Linked DNA regions of Pan troglodytes: regions 2 and 3 are each linked to region 1. A link is a contact called in public Hi-C data. All regions are on one chromosome and are shown on one strand. The core of a region is the stretch at or near the end of the contact, and the rest is flanking DNA. Distances in the headings are between cores, read along the strand shown. Region 1 has its middle 38 kb from the start of CLDN23. Region 2 overlaps PRAG1 (PEAK1 related, kinase-activating pseudokinase 1). Region 3 holds the start of PRAG1 (PEAK1 related, kinase-activating pseudokinase 1).

Evidence for each region. Hi-C and Micro-C count contacts between places; a contact is called where the count stands out from the background.
Region 2: a contact with region 1 is called in a Hi-C map of stem cell-derived neural progenitor cells, with 2.5 times the contacts expected there. The contact joins two enhancer-like sites. A contact is called at or near these places in 1 of 7 Hi-C or Micro-C datasets (stem cell-derived neural progenitor cells) and 1 of 1 other capture datasets (stem cell-derived neural stem cells).
Region 3: a contact with region 1 is called in a Hi-C map of stem cell-derived neural progenitor cells, with 11 times the contacts expected there. The contact joins the promoter of PRAG1 here to the enhancer-like site in region 1. A contact is called at or near these places in 2 of 7 Hi-C or Micro-C datasets (induced pluripotent stem cells and stem cell-derived neural progenitor cells) and 1 of 1 datasets of contacts at active chromatin or transcription factors (stem cell-derived excitatory neurons).

The regions. Positions count from the first base shown.
Region 1 is chr7:14,643,963-14,647,905 of NHGRI_mPanTro3-v2.0_pri, reverse strand. No RefSeq gene overlaps it. Among named protein-coding and RNA genes, the nearest start is that of CLDN23, 38 kb to the left of the region's middle. Within about 2 kb of position 1,810, at least 8 of the 24 cell types and tissues checked have an H3K27ac peak or open chromatin away from gene starts, as enhancers often do. A contact at or near this core is called in induced pluripotent stem cells, stem cell-derived neural progenitor cells and stem cell-derived neural stem cells, where this site is marked.
Region 2 is chr7:14,305,241-14,309,183 of NHGRI_mPanTro3-v2.0_pri, reverse strand. All of the region lies in intron 5 of PRAG1 (PEAK1 related, kinase-activating pseudokinase 1), which reads left to right. Among named protein-coding and RNA genes, the nearest start is that of PRAG1, 64 kb to the left of the region's middle. Within about 2 kb of position 2,018, at least 18 of the 24 cell types and tissues checked have an H3K27ac peak or open chromatin away from gene starts, as enhancers often do. A contact at or near this core is called in stem cell-derived neural progenitor cells and stem cell-derived neural stem cells, where this site is marked.
Region 3 is chr7:14,369,158-14,373,100 of NHGRI_mPanTro3-v2.0_pri, reverse strand. It overlaps PRAG1 (PEAK1 related, kinase-activating pseudokinase 1), which reads left to right and starts at 1,619. Exons shown (of 6, transcript XM_001136236.8): 1 at 1,619-1,785.

The DNA.
Region 1 (3,943 bases), core at 561-3,060:
ATTAGTTGAGTGTGGTGGCACAGGCCTGTATTTCCAGCTCCCTGGGAGGCTGAGGCACGAGAATTATTGAACGGGAGGTGGAGGTTGCAGTGAGCTGAGATAGTGACACTGCACTCCAGCCTGGGCGATGGAGTGAGACTGTGCCTCAAAATAATAATAATAATTTTAACAATTATTTGAAAAGAATAAGGAATTGAGTATTATCATTATTATTTTTAGTTGGAGGTCTTAGGTAGCTCTAGAACCTGCAGTATGCAGGCAGGATGGTTCACGACCAGCAATGTCACAGGGACCTCAGCCCCCATGTGTCCCTCCCTTGCCCTGGCCAGGTCTTGGGTGACTCATGAACTTTCCTAGTGTCCTTGCTTCTCCCGCTTGGACTGCAGTGGCACTGTCCATCTTCTGCTGCCTCCCAGCTCCGCCTCACTGATGGAGATGCCTTTATTTTAATCTCTTACAGTGCCCTGGAGAAATACCACTTGCTGTATTTAATTGAATCTAAAATGTCCTTCATTTTAAGCTCCATCATTAGCTGATGTACCACAAAGAGAGGAAAAATCATTGTCAATGAGACTATGACATGGTGTCTTAATGACAGGCCTGCCTGATGAGTGAATTGGCCACACCAACCTCTTTGTTGCATTGGAATTTCTTTCATGGATTCTAAAGGGCTTGACAATTTCCCCTGCCTTCAGCTGCACTGCTTGGCTTCTGCTGGGCATTCCCTTTTTATAGCTCGATAATTCGGTATGAATTAGCTTCACTTTATGTTCACTAAAGCAGGGCACTCAGACTTTAATATGTCTACAAATCAATGGGACTTTGTTAAAATGCAGATCCTGATTCAGTAGGTTTGGGGCAGAGCCTGAAATTCAGAATTTCGATCCATCTCCCAGGCGATGCTGCTGGTCTGTGGACCACACTTTGAGCAGCAAGGTTGTAAAGCACTTGGTTTGTTCTGCAAGAGAATATGGAATTGCAAGCATTCCTCCCGTCATGAATATTCACTTCACAAATAACAAATGTATGTACCCCCCCGCCCCACCCGCTCTGTCTCCTCACCTTCTGAATACACCTTAAGTTTTCCTTTCAATGCTGAATCATAGTATAATCTTTCTGAAGGCATTTTACATGGCAATTAAACCCGGCACATGAAGTGCCAACAGTGCACATAATCCCGCTGAAGTGATGACAACAGCCACAGCTGTGAACAAGTTTGCACATGCCGCAAAGACAACGAGGTCACGTGGGCGCCTGGCGGGCGGCGATTGTAGAATGCTTTCGATCTATTCCAATGTCAGAGAATTCAGAGCTGTTAAAAGGTGAAAAAAATCTACATCTTAGAATCAATGCAAAGTGGAAAGTAATTTATTCTTTCAGTTTCTTCCATTTCTCCCTTTCCTACTTCCTGCTCTGCTGTCAACTTGAAGACATTTTTTTTCAGTGGCTGATGCCTGTCACAAATTTCCTTTGCTTTTACGGAGTGAGTTTGCTATCCCATCCATTCGGGCCCATCCAGAGCCCTGCCTGGGAGATGGCAGCTCTTACCCCATGACCTTGTTGAAGGGTTTTTGTGCTGGGACTGTCTGTCACCTTCCAGGCTGGCTGCTCATCCTCTTCCCCAGAATCCCATGAGTTATAATCCCTCCTGGACACTTACTTGGCATGACCACACTTTCTGCGAGCTTGCAAAATGAGTGCCCTGCCTGGGATGCTTGCTGGTAATGCACTGAGCCTAGCGCAAGATAGGTGCTTGGAGAATGTCTGTTGAATGCTTTGGGGAGACAGTACACAACTGATCAGAATGCCTGGAATTCTTGAGTCACTGAGGATGCATTTTTATCTGCAGAGACCACGGACTGCATGAGTGCTTGACATCAGCTGGGGGTGACGTTGGGGTGGCAATTTCCATTAGCTATGCTTGGAATTTTTCTCACCACTTGACATATTATCAACCCTTGACCTAGAGTGGAGTATCACCCGAAAGAGGGGACAGGATAAACAAACATGGAAAGAATTTAAATCTCTAGCTCCACATTTCCCAAAATATTTTCTAGGAAGAAACATTTGAGTTTCCAGGGATTTTGATAGGTTTGCTTCCAAAATGACTCTGCCTACTGTGTGAAGTAAGCACACATCTCCACTTGTCTTCCATTGAACTCAACTCTAAAACCTGAACAGAATATGTATCAAATAAGATTGGGAAATTCTGGAATGAAATTGAAGTTCAAGTGAAACAGTTTTCTTTCCTGCACACACCTGGGTCATCTTTATTAAGTGTGCATCTCTAGGAAGGGGTTTATTTGTAATTAACAGTTCTCAAACAATTTGATTACAGATTGCTTTTCCCTCCAAGAAGCATCACAAGAGATATGCTGCTTCGTGGCCGGGCGCGGTGGCTCACGCCTGTAATCCCAGCACTTTGGGAGGCTGAGGCTGGTAGATCACCTGAGGTCGGGAGTTCAAGACTACCCTGGCCAACATGGTGAAACCCCATCTCTACAGAAATACAAAACTTGGCCGGGCATGATGGCAGGTGCCTGTAATCCCTCCTACTTGGGAGGCTGAGGCAGAAGAATCACTTGAACCTCGGAGGCAGATGTTGCAGCGAGCTGAGATTGTGCCCCTGCACTCCAGCCTGGGCGACAAAGCAAGACTCCAGCTAAAAAAAAAAAAAAAGCTACAGTGTTTCAGTGTTGTCTGTGTCCCCACATGCAGATTGAATGGATATGACACCTTGCATATATATATATATATGTATACAAAATCTCACTTTGTTGCCCAGGCTGGAGTGCAGTGTTGTGATCACAGCTCACTGCAGTCTCGACTTCCCTGGCTCAGGTGATTCTCCCACCTCAGCATCCCGAGTAACTAGGACCACAGGCATGTGCCACCATGCCTGGCTAATTTTTGTATTTTTTGTAGAGACAAGGGTCGCACTATGTTGCCGAGGCTGGCCTTGAACTGCTAGGCTCAAGTGATCCTCCTGCCTTGGTCTCCAGAAGTGCTAGGATTATAGGCAGGAGCCACCAAGCCTGGCCACCTTGCATATCTTAAATGAAAGTTATACTTTCTTTTGGTAGCTGTCATGTTTTGGAGAAAACAACCTATCATTTCATGGTGACTTTGACTTGGCCTATCCTATGAGTGGCTATAAATGGTTACTTCTTCTAGTTTACTCATTATACCAGGCTTGCTATTTGCCCCTGCTGAGTGGCTCATGTGGCAATAATTAATGCAATTATATAGCAAGATTAGCTTTTCTTTCATAAAACTCAGTGAGCTTGATGAACCAAGAGGGCAAAGGAAAAGAAGTAATGAAGCAGCTTGTAATTGCACAAAGATGAGCTGCTAGAGTCTACACTGCTGGAAATTTGATGTTGAGGAGATCTGAATCTTTAAGTTATTTCCCTAATTCTATATTGGGAATACAGAGGAAGGAAAATCAACAAAGAGCTTTGTTAGAAAGCTTATTGAGTATTAATCAATACTTAAAGGATAACATTTGCTCAAACATAGAGTAGCTAGAATTTCTTTTTTAAGACACAGTTTCACGTAGGATAAAGTCTATTAAATTTTGCAGTGTAATAAACTGCTATAAAAATAGAAGATTGGCCAGGCAAGGTGTCTTACACCTGTAATCCCAGCACTTTGAGAGGCCAAGGCAGGTGGATCACTTGAGGTCAGTAGTTCGAGACCAGCCTAGCTAAAAGAGTGAAACCCTGCATCTACCAAAAAATACAAAAAATGGCTGGTTGGGGTGGGGTCCCAGCTACTCCAGGTGGAAGAATCGCTTGAACTTGGGAGGTTGCAGTGAGCTGAGATTGCACCACTGCACTTCAGGCTGGGTGAAACAGAGTGAGATCCTGTCTTTTAAAAAAAAAAAAAAAAGAAGAAGAAGTTTAATGCAACATCATTGCTTGAGCCACAGTTTCTGTACGTC
Region 2 (3,943 bases), core at 769-3,268, 340 kb after region 1:
TATGTAGGTGTGAATATAAGCTTCCTTATAGAGCTATGATGTAGTGAGGGAGATGGATAATGAGGTCATTCTTCTAATGTTAGATCCAGAAGGAGCATTCGACCTAGGAATCATCTTGAACAATAATAGTAATAATATCATTTGTGTGAGCATTCACTCTACAACTAGACTCTTACCTCTAATCCTAACAGTAATCCTACAGGTTAGGTAGGTTTTACAGATGGAGGATCTGAGGCTCAAAGTGGTTAACTAATTTGCCCATAGCTAGTTGGTGGCTGGAATGGATTTGAGCTCTTCTGTGTCTGTCTCCAAAGCCTAAGTTATGTCCCTACCATTTAAGATAAATGAAGTTCAGAGACATTAAGTGACTAGCTCAAGGCAGCACAGCTCTTTAACCTTTGATGCTGGATCAGGCCTCTTGCTACCCACACTGTATTGCACTGTCAGAGTGCAGCTCTGTGTGAGCTAGTTGAGCCATCTGCACCCATTTGGGCCACTGGAGTCTCTACCATGAACTCCAGTCCTTCCTGTGGCCCTATTTGTCATCTTCTTTTGCTGTTCCTTGATTACCTATTGAGACCCTGGCCCTTCTATAAATGTGGGCTTTTATTGGGAGTCAGGAGGGAGACCCTGAGCTATCTTCTCTCATCACCTGCCCTAAGACATCCCTTTTTTTTCCAGTTAGAAAAGTGCAAAGAATAAGCTAATTTGAAATGGCCTTGGTGGGGTAGCTTGCTTACCAACAATTTTTAAAAATAATATTGCTAACATTTAAAAAATAATATTAAATAATATTTAAGTAATATTATTATTACTATTAATATTCAGTATATATAAATAATATATAGTAGTTATAATTAATAGTAGTAATAATACTAATATTCAGTATATATTATTTATAATTATTTATTATTTATATATACTGAATATTATTAATAGTAGTAGTAATAGTATTATTATAAATAATATATACTGAATAATATTATTCAGTATCAAGAGACAGCTGACCTTTCTGTTTTGAGGAGGAAAAAGCCTGGTGGAAGACACTGAATTCCTCTTGTCCATGGTATAGAAAGTGAGGTGACCCTTCTGCAAGAAGTAAGGGGCCCTTGGGACAAACGGTTTTTTTTTTTTTTTAATTATTATTAATGTATTTATTTAGAGACAGAGTCTCGCTCTGTTGCCCAGGCTGGAGTACGTGGTGTGATCTCGGCTGACTGCAACCTCCATCTCCTGGGTTCAAGCGATTCTCCTGCCTCAGTCTCCTGAGTAACTGGGACTACAGGCGCCGCCCCCTCACCACGCCTGGCTAATTTTTGTATTTTTAGCAGAGATGGGGTTTCACCATATTGGCCAGGCTGGTCTCGAACTCCTGACCTTGTGATCCACCTGCCTCGGCCTCCGAAAGTGCTGGGATTACAGGCATGAGCCACCGTGCCCCGCCACAGTTTTGTTTTTCACAAACATAAATAATTGTGCTGTGCAGCTTGGATTCTAGGGCCCCATATATTACTGCAGAATTAGCCGTATTCTCTAATAAACAACACAAAAGAAATTTAACTTTCCTTAAGAATGTTAAAAACAAGTGTTGCTCCTTATTTCATTAGAAACAGAAGCCACACAGAAACCAAAAGATAAGCCTTAGCTTCTAAACAGGAGCCGCAGGGGTTTCCTAGTTGACTTTCCCGGAGACGTGGTAGCTCAAGGACCGTCTCTGTGCCACGTGAAAAAGGAAAGTTGGAGACTAGCATCCAATATGCAGAGGATGGTAATTCTTGGAACAACGTTACCAGGAACAATATTAATTTGCAAATGTGCCTGGCCTGGTCATTGTGGGGGCGGGCCGTGGGGGCCCTGGAGCATCATTTCGCACGGGCAGCTGTTCCACTTCATTAGCTCTCCAGTCTAGACGAAATACAGTCATCTGGGGATCCGCAGGAGGGGGAGTGGGTCTCCCTTCCCAGCCAGCGAGCTGCCTGTCTGAGGCTGAGCGCATTTTATCTGCACATGTTAAACAGGGAGCCGGCACTGAAGGCAGACGGAGCCTCGTTTGCGGTCGCGGAGTCCTAGTTAACAATAGCAGGCTCACACCTGCTCCTTGCTGATGCTGGAACCTACTACTTTGGGCTCAGCGCCCTGCAGCAGTGAGGAGATTAAGCTGGTTCTTGTGGCTCCACCGCATGAATAGGTGACAGGAAAAAAAAAAATCATTAGTTGTGTGTGCGTTTTCGAAGCAGTTTCATTTCTCAGCCATCTAGACAGAATTCTGGCTTGGTAATTAGGGCCCCGTTTTAAGCTGCTGGGCCTTTTTTATTTAACAGACATGATTTAGCCCAGACTTTAGCCCGTGAATGAGGCCCTGACTCCAAAGTTTAAATGAGTCCTGGCTCAGCAAAACGTTTGAAACTTGAGCTGAACCAAGAGTCTATGTAAAGTTCTAGAGCTAAAAATCCGAGTGCAGGGCCCCCTGAAAATGAAATGAGGGTGGGGGCAGGGAGTAGGGAGATGGAGATGGAGAAAAAGCCACTCCGTCCCCCACCGCCCCTTCCCCCACCCAGTGCTGTAGAATGATCTCCGGCGCGGGCCTACAGCTCACTCACAGGGCTAGTTAGCATGCGCCCAACGCAGCCCTCTCCGTTGCTGGGCTTTGAGGAAGCTGCGGGTCTTGCCAAAGGCCCAGTGCACTGATTTTGAAATGCATCCAGCCCAGTTGCCATTTACTCTGCTCCTTCATTTACATCTCTGTGCAAAATGTCAGCAGCCTGACTGGAGCTCCAGGCCTCAAGTGTTTGCTGGGCCCAGGCTTTTCATACCCCTGAGAAAAAGGAGCCTTGGAAACTCTTCCCAGGCCCCTGGGCAGCTGTGCTCTTCGGGTTTGCACAATACCTGCAGGCCAGCTCTGGATGCCTCCGCATCACCAGAGGGCTACAGCCGAGATGGCAAGAGCAGTCACCATAGCAACCTTCCCCATTGTGCTTGCCCTGGGCTGGGCCTGGCGCTGAGAGCCATGCCTGCATCATTTCATCTGATCCTCACAATGGCCCTACGAGGAAGGACTATCCCTGCCCCTGTCATTCAGAGGAGAAAACATGCTTTGAGATAAATACCGTCCATCTTCATTATTTATGGATTCTGTATTTGCAAAATCATCTACCCGCTCAAATTTATGTGTAATTCCAAAATCAATACTCGAAGCGCTTTCCAGTGATTTCTGGATACGTGTAAGGCAAGGAAAAATTTGAGTCACCTGATGTTTAGTTCTCACGATGCTAATAAAGACATACCTGAGACTGGGTAATTTACAAAGGAAAGAGATTTAATTGACTCACAGTTCAGCATGGCTGGGGAAGCCTCAGGAAACTTACAGTCATGGTGGAAGGGGAAGCAAACACGTCCTTCACATGGTGGCAGCAAGGAGAAGCCAAGCAAAAGGGGCAAAAGCAGCCAGGTGCAGTGGCTCATGCCTGTAATTCCAGCACTTTGGGAGGCCAAGGCAGGTAGATCACGAGGTCAGGAGTTCAAGACCAGCCTGGCCAACATGGTGAAACCTCATCTCTACTAAAAAATAAAAAATACAAAAATTAGCCAGGTGTGGTGGTAGGCATCTGTAATCCCAGCCACTCGGGAGGCTGAGGCAGGAGAATCACTTGAAGCCAGGAGGTGGAGATTGCAGTGAGCCAAGATGCACCACTGCACTCCAGCCTGGGCAACAGAGCAAGACTCTATCTCAAAAAAAAAAAAAGGGAGGGAAAAGAAAGCCCCTTATAAAGCCATCAGATCTCATGAGAACTCACTCACTATCATGAGAACATCACCAGGTTCCTCCCACCACACGTGGGGATTATGAGAACTACAAGATGAGATTCGTTTGGGGACACAGCCAAACCATATCACCCAATGTGCATGTTTCCAGCTGAAGGGGAATGAGGCGACAGTCTCCCAT
Region 3 (3,943 bases), core at 370-2,869, 270 kb after region 1:
CCTCGGCCTCCCAAAATGCTGGGATTACAGGTGTGAGCCACCGCGCACGGCCAGTATTTGTTCAAATGATTTCTCTCCACTTAGGGAAGAGAGAAAAATAGGGCTGGACTACCTGCACTTGGCAAGGGCGGAGTGGCAGAGTAGACTTGCCTACCAGCGAAGCCAGACAGCCTTTGGTTCCAATCTTAGTACTACCACTTTTCAGCTGAGGAACCCCAGCAAATTGTGAGGCCCCCGAGCCTCAGTTTTCTTATCTGTAGAATGGGGATAATGATGCTCTCCTCATAGGATTGCTTAGCGCTGGGTAGGTCCTTAAGGAATGTCCATTGCACTCCCATCCCTCTACAGCTTCCCCCAGATTCTATCCTCTTAGGAGGCATGGGTGTCACTGGAACATGAGGAAGAATTCCCTGGATCCTTTTTTCCCTTTCCTCACACAGAAGCCAAACCTCAAATACACATCTTCCCTCTCTGTCCACACCCACAGCAGCAAAGAGGAGAGCCAGGGATCTGGGGGTGGGGGTGGGGGCCCATCTTCCTCCTCTCGGTGGGTGGGGGCTCGCAGGCTGATTGGCAGACGACCTTCACTGGAGTCAAAATAAACTGCCTTCCTGGGGAGGGGATAGAGGGCGAGAGAAGCCGCAGGTATTGTGTTTTTTGGGGGAGGGGGGTCCTCTTCCTGTTCCATTTCACTGAATTCTCCCCACCCGGCATGGCCCTGGGAGGTGACCATAGCCCTGGCTCCCCGAGAAAATACCCAGGTCAAGCTACAGGACTGACTGGGTCCTAAGCTATTATACTCCCAGTTAAAAGATTTTTTTAGCCCGAGGACTATCTCGAACTCCTTCTATCTCAGTGAATGACTCACTGGAATCGGTGTAAACACAGGTGTATTACTGGCCTGCGGAAGACTTGGATGTCCCAGCACGGTAGAAGGCCAGGTCCCTGCAGTGCAACGCTTGCATTCTACATCCAGAAAACTAAAGTTCAAAGAGGTTAAGCAATTTGCCAGAATCCTGCAGTCCAGGGACTGAGCGGAACCTGGAATCCGCCACCGGGACTTCCAGCCCTGCTCCCTCTGGCGCCACCCTCTTCCCAGAGGTAGGGAGAGCTCAGGCTCGCTGTGCTCACGTGGCTTTCAGAGCCCGCCTCGGACCCTGACCTGTATTCCACTCCCGACCCCACACTTCCTCGTTTCCCCTTCCTTCTCCCTCTCTTCCCAGGGTCCCGCAGGGCCGGCTGGATGAAGTGATGCCGGGCACCTATACACGCATGATGGCAAAAGGAGGACTGCAACGCCAGAGCTCGCCCCTGCAGAGCTGTGCAGGGTCCCCACCGAGGAGGGGGTGCAAACGGGTGCTGGGCTCGGGGGTCAGCCCGCGCCAAGTCTGGGGCTGGGGGCGGAGCCTGCCGGTCCGGGGCGGGAGGGTGGGCAAGAGAGGGAGTCCCGGGGCCTGGAGACTTTGGAGGAGTCGGGGCCCTGGGGGTAGGAGACCGCCGGGTGGGAGCGGCAGGCGCAAGCCGGGCGGCGGGGCGCGCGGGCCAGGCGGGGCGGGGCGGCGGCAGGGACTGCGGAGGTGCGGCGTGAGCTGGGGCGGGCGGCGTCACCGGAGGCGGAGGGGGCGGAGCCGCGCTCGCAGCTGCCACCCGGCCGCCGGGCCCAGGCAGACGCCACCCGCCCGCGGCCGGGCACGCACCGCGCGCAGACCTTCTGCGAACAATGCTCCGGCCGGGCGGCTGGCGGCTCGGAGACCGACGGAGGGGCCAGGGGAGCGCAGCCCAGAGGTGAGCCCGCGACGCGCTCTCCAAATTCGGCCTCTTTTTGTCTGGCGAGCGTGGTCGCAGAGGGGAGCTTTGGAGGGGCGCTGCGATCGCCGAGCGGGCGACCCCCGGGGTGACAGGCGACCGCTCGGGAAGTGGGCAGTGCCGGGGCCGCGTGAGCCCGGGGTGGTGCCCGAGGTGCAGGGAGGCGCCCGGCCGGGAGGACCGAGGAGCTGGAGGGTGTTTTTGATTCATTCGAGAATCGCGCTCTTTAAAACGGGGAAACTTTCCTACGAGTTCCAGGAGGGAGGACCGACTGTTGGGATGGTTTCTCTGGTCTTGCTGCTCTGTCTGCGGCCGGAGGCTGAAGCGCTTTGAGGACTGCTTTCCACCGCTAGAGTATTGTCAAGGGGGAGAGACGGAAGGCCGCCTGGCTGCTGGGACCAGGACCCGGGGGGATGGTTTGGGGGTGCAGGGTAGCTCCCAGTATGCAGCAGCGGGGCTCCAGAGGCAACGAGATGATGCCCTTTTCCCCGAGCCCTGGCTGAGCCCTCTGAAACGCATGCTGTGAGCACGTTATTAACCTTTGCTGGTATCCGGGGACACACACACTTAGAACATAGAATCCTCTGCTGGGCATGGAGGCGGCCGGGCATTCGCAGCGGAGAGCGCCAGCTCACGGTGTGTGCGTTTCTCTCAGGTAAGCTCTCCCTGCACATGGTTTTGCAGAGCCGATAGCAAAGCCCAGTGGTCTAGGGGCGAGGAGTTTTGCGATGCTTTCAGTGCGGAGTCAGGTTCAGAAGGCTTTCCTGATCACTGGCCTGAACTATCCTTAACAACTCCTCTCCCCTTCCCTTTCTGAGAAGAAAATTTGACAGAAAGCCCTAGGGAATTCCGCAGTTATTTTTCTCCTGAGGTCTGATTGGTTTCGACTGTGGTGGGTGCAAAACCACATTCCTCCCTCTGAGATTTTCTTTCTTTCCTCCAGCACTGGAGGAAGAAAAAAGAAAAGGAAAAGTTGGGTGAATATCGTAATTTACCCTCTGCGTGAGTAGGGAGGCAGGGGGCTAGTGGGTGGTAAAGTTGTCACTTTCTCCTTTCTGCCTGGTCAACCCTGGCCAGTGGAGTGTGCTGAAGTTCAGACACTTTCCACACATATTTCTTTCCTTTTACTGGCGTTGCATTAATTTAACTGTAACATACAGAAAAAAATTTTAGGTGAATGTTTTCTGCAATTCTGTCACTTCAGAATAAGGCATAAGCAACTTCTGATGTAAGTCTGAGGGGGTATTTTGGGCCAAAATATTTAATCTTAAAGATCTGGCCACCTTGATTCTTCAGATTCTTTTTTGAAATGGGGTGGGAGTGTATCTGACAGCTTCAGTCTTGCAAACTGTAGCCACAAATCTAGTGCAGAAGTTTGCAGAGGCAAAGACATTTTTTTCATGACTTGGATCAGAAAGAATGCTGAGCTCTTTTTTCTAATCTGACACTGCAGCCTCCTACTGAAATGGGGGGGATTTGCATAATTCTGGGGGCTGCCTCCCCTCAGAAGTAAGGAATGTGGGCTGGGAAGTGCCTTCCCCATGCTGTGGAGAGCTGGCACTGCTGCGCCAGGCAAGGCGAGGCAAGGCTTTGTGGGTGCCACTTGTGTTTCTCACCATCTTTTACTTAAAACAAATAGGAGATAATTCCAGGCACAGAAGTGCAACGGGAAAAGAGTTTTTTTTTTTTTTTTTTTTGGCTGCATGCGGTGGTAAATTCTGTTTGCTGCGACTGAGAAACCAGTTTTAACAGGATGCAGTGAGTCAATGACAGTGGGAAGCCCAGGGCTTCATTTGTTCTTTTCTTATTCAATGACTTCCCTTTAAAAATCTTTGCGTCCATCCGTCCCCGGCAGTCGTGTGATGAAAGTTGCCTCTAAACATCCAAGGATTTCTGAGCTGAGAATGGGAGCAAAGAGTGCTCGTAAACTGATGAGACATTCTCAAGGAAACTTCCCCCACGCTAGCAATCCAGATCCTTCCACACTCCCAGGGCTGTGCAAAGGTTGGGGAATCTTAGAAAGTAGGGCCTCTGGTACCAATGTCACCCCTTCCCCAAAAACAAGTTTGTGTTCTTACTTGCCTGTTGAGGAGGCAATCAGTCGCCAAGCAAAACTGCTGCTTTGTGAGTCTGTGGT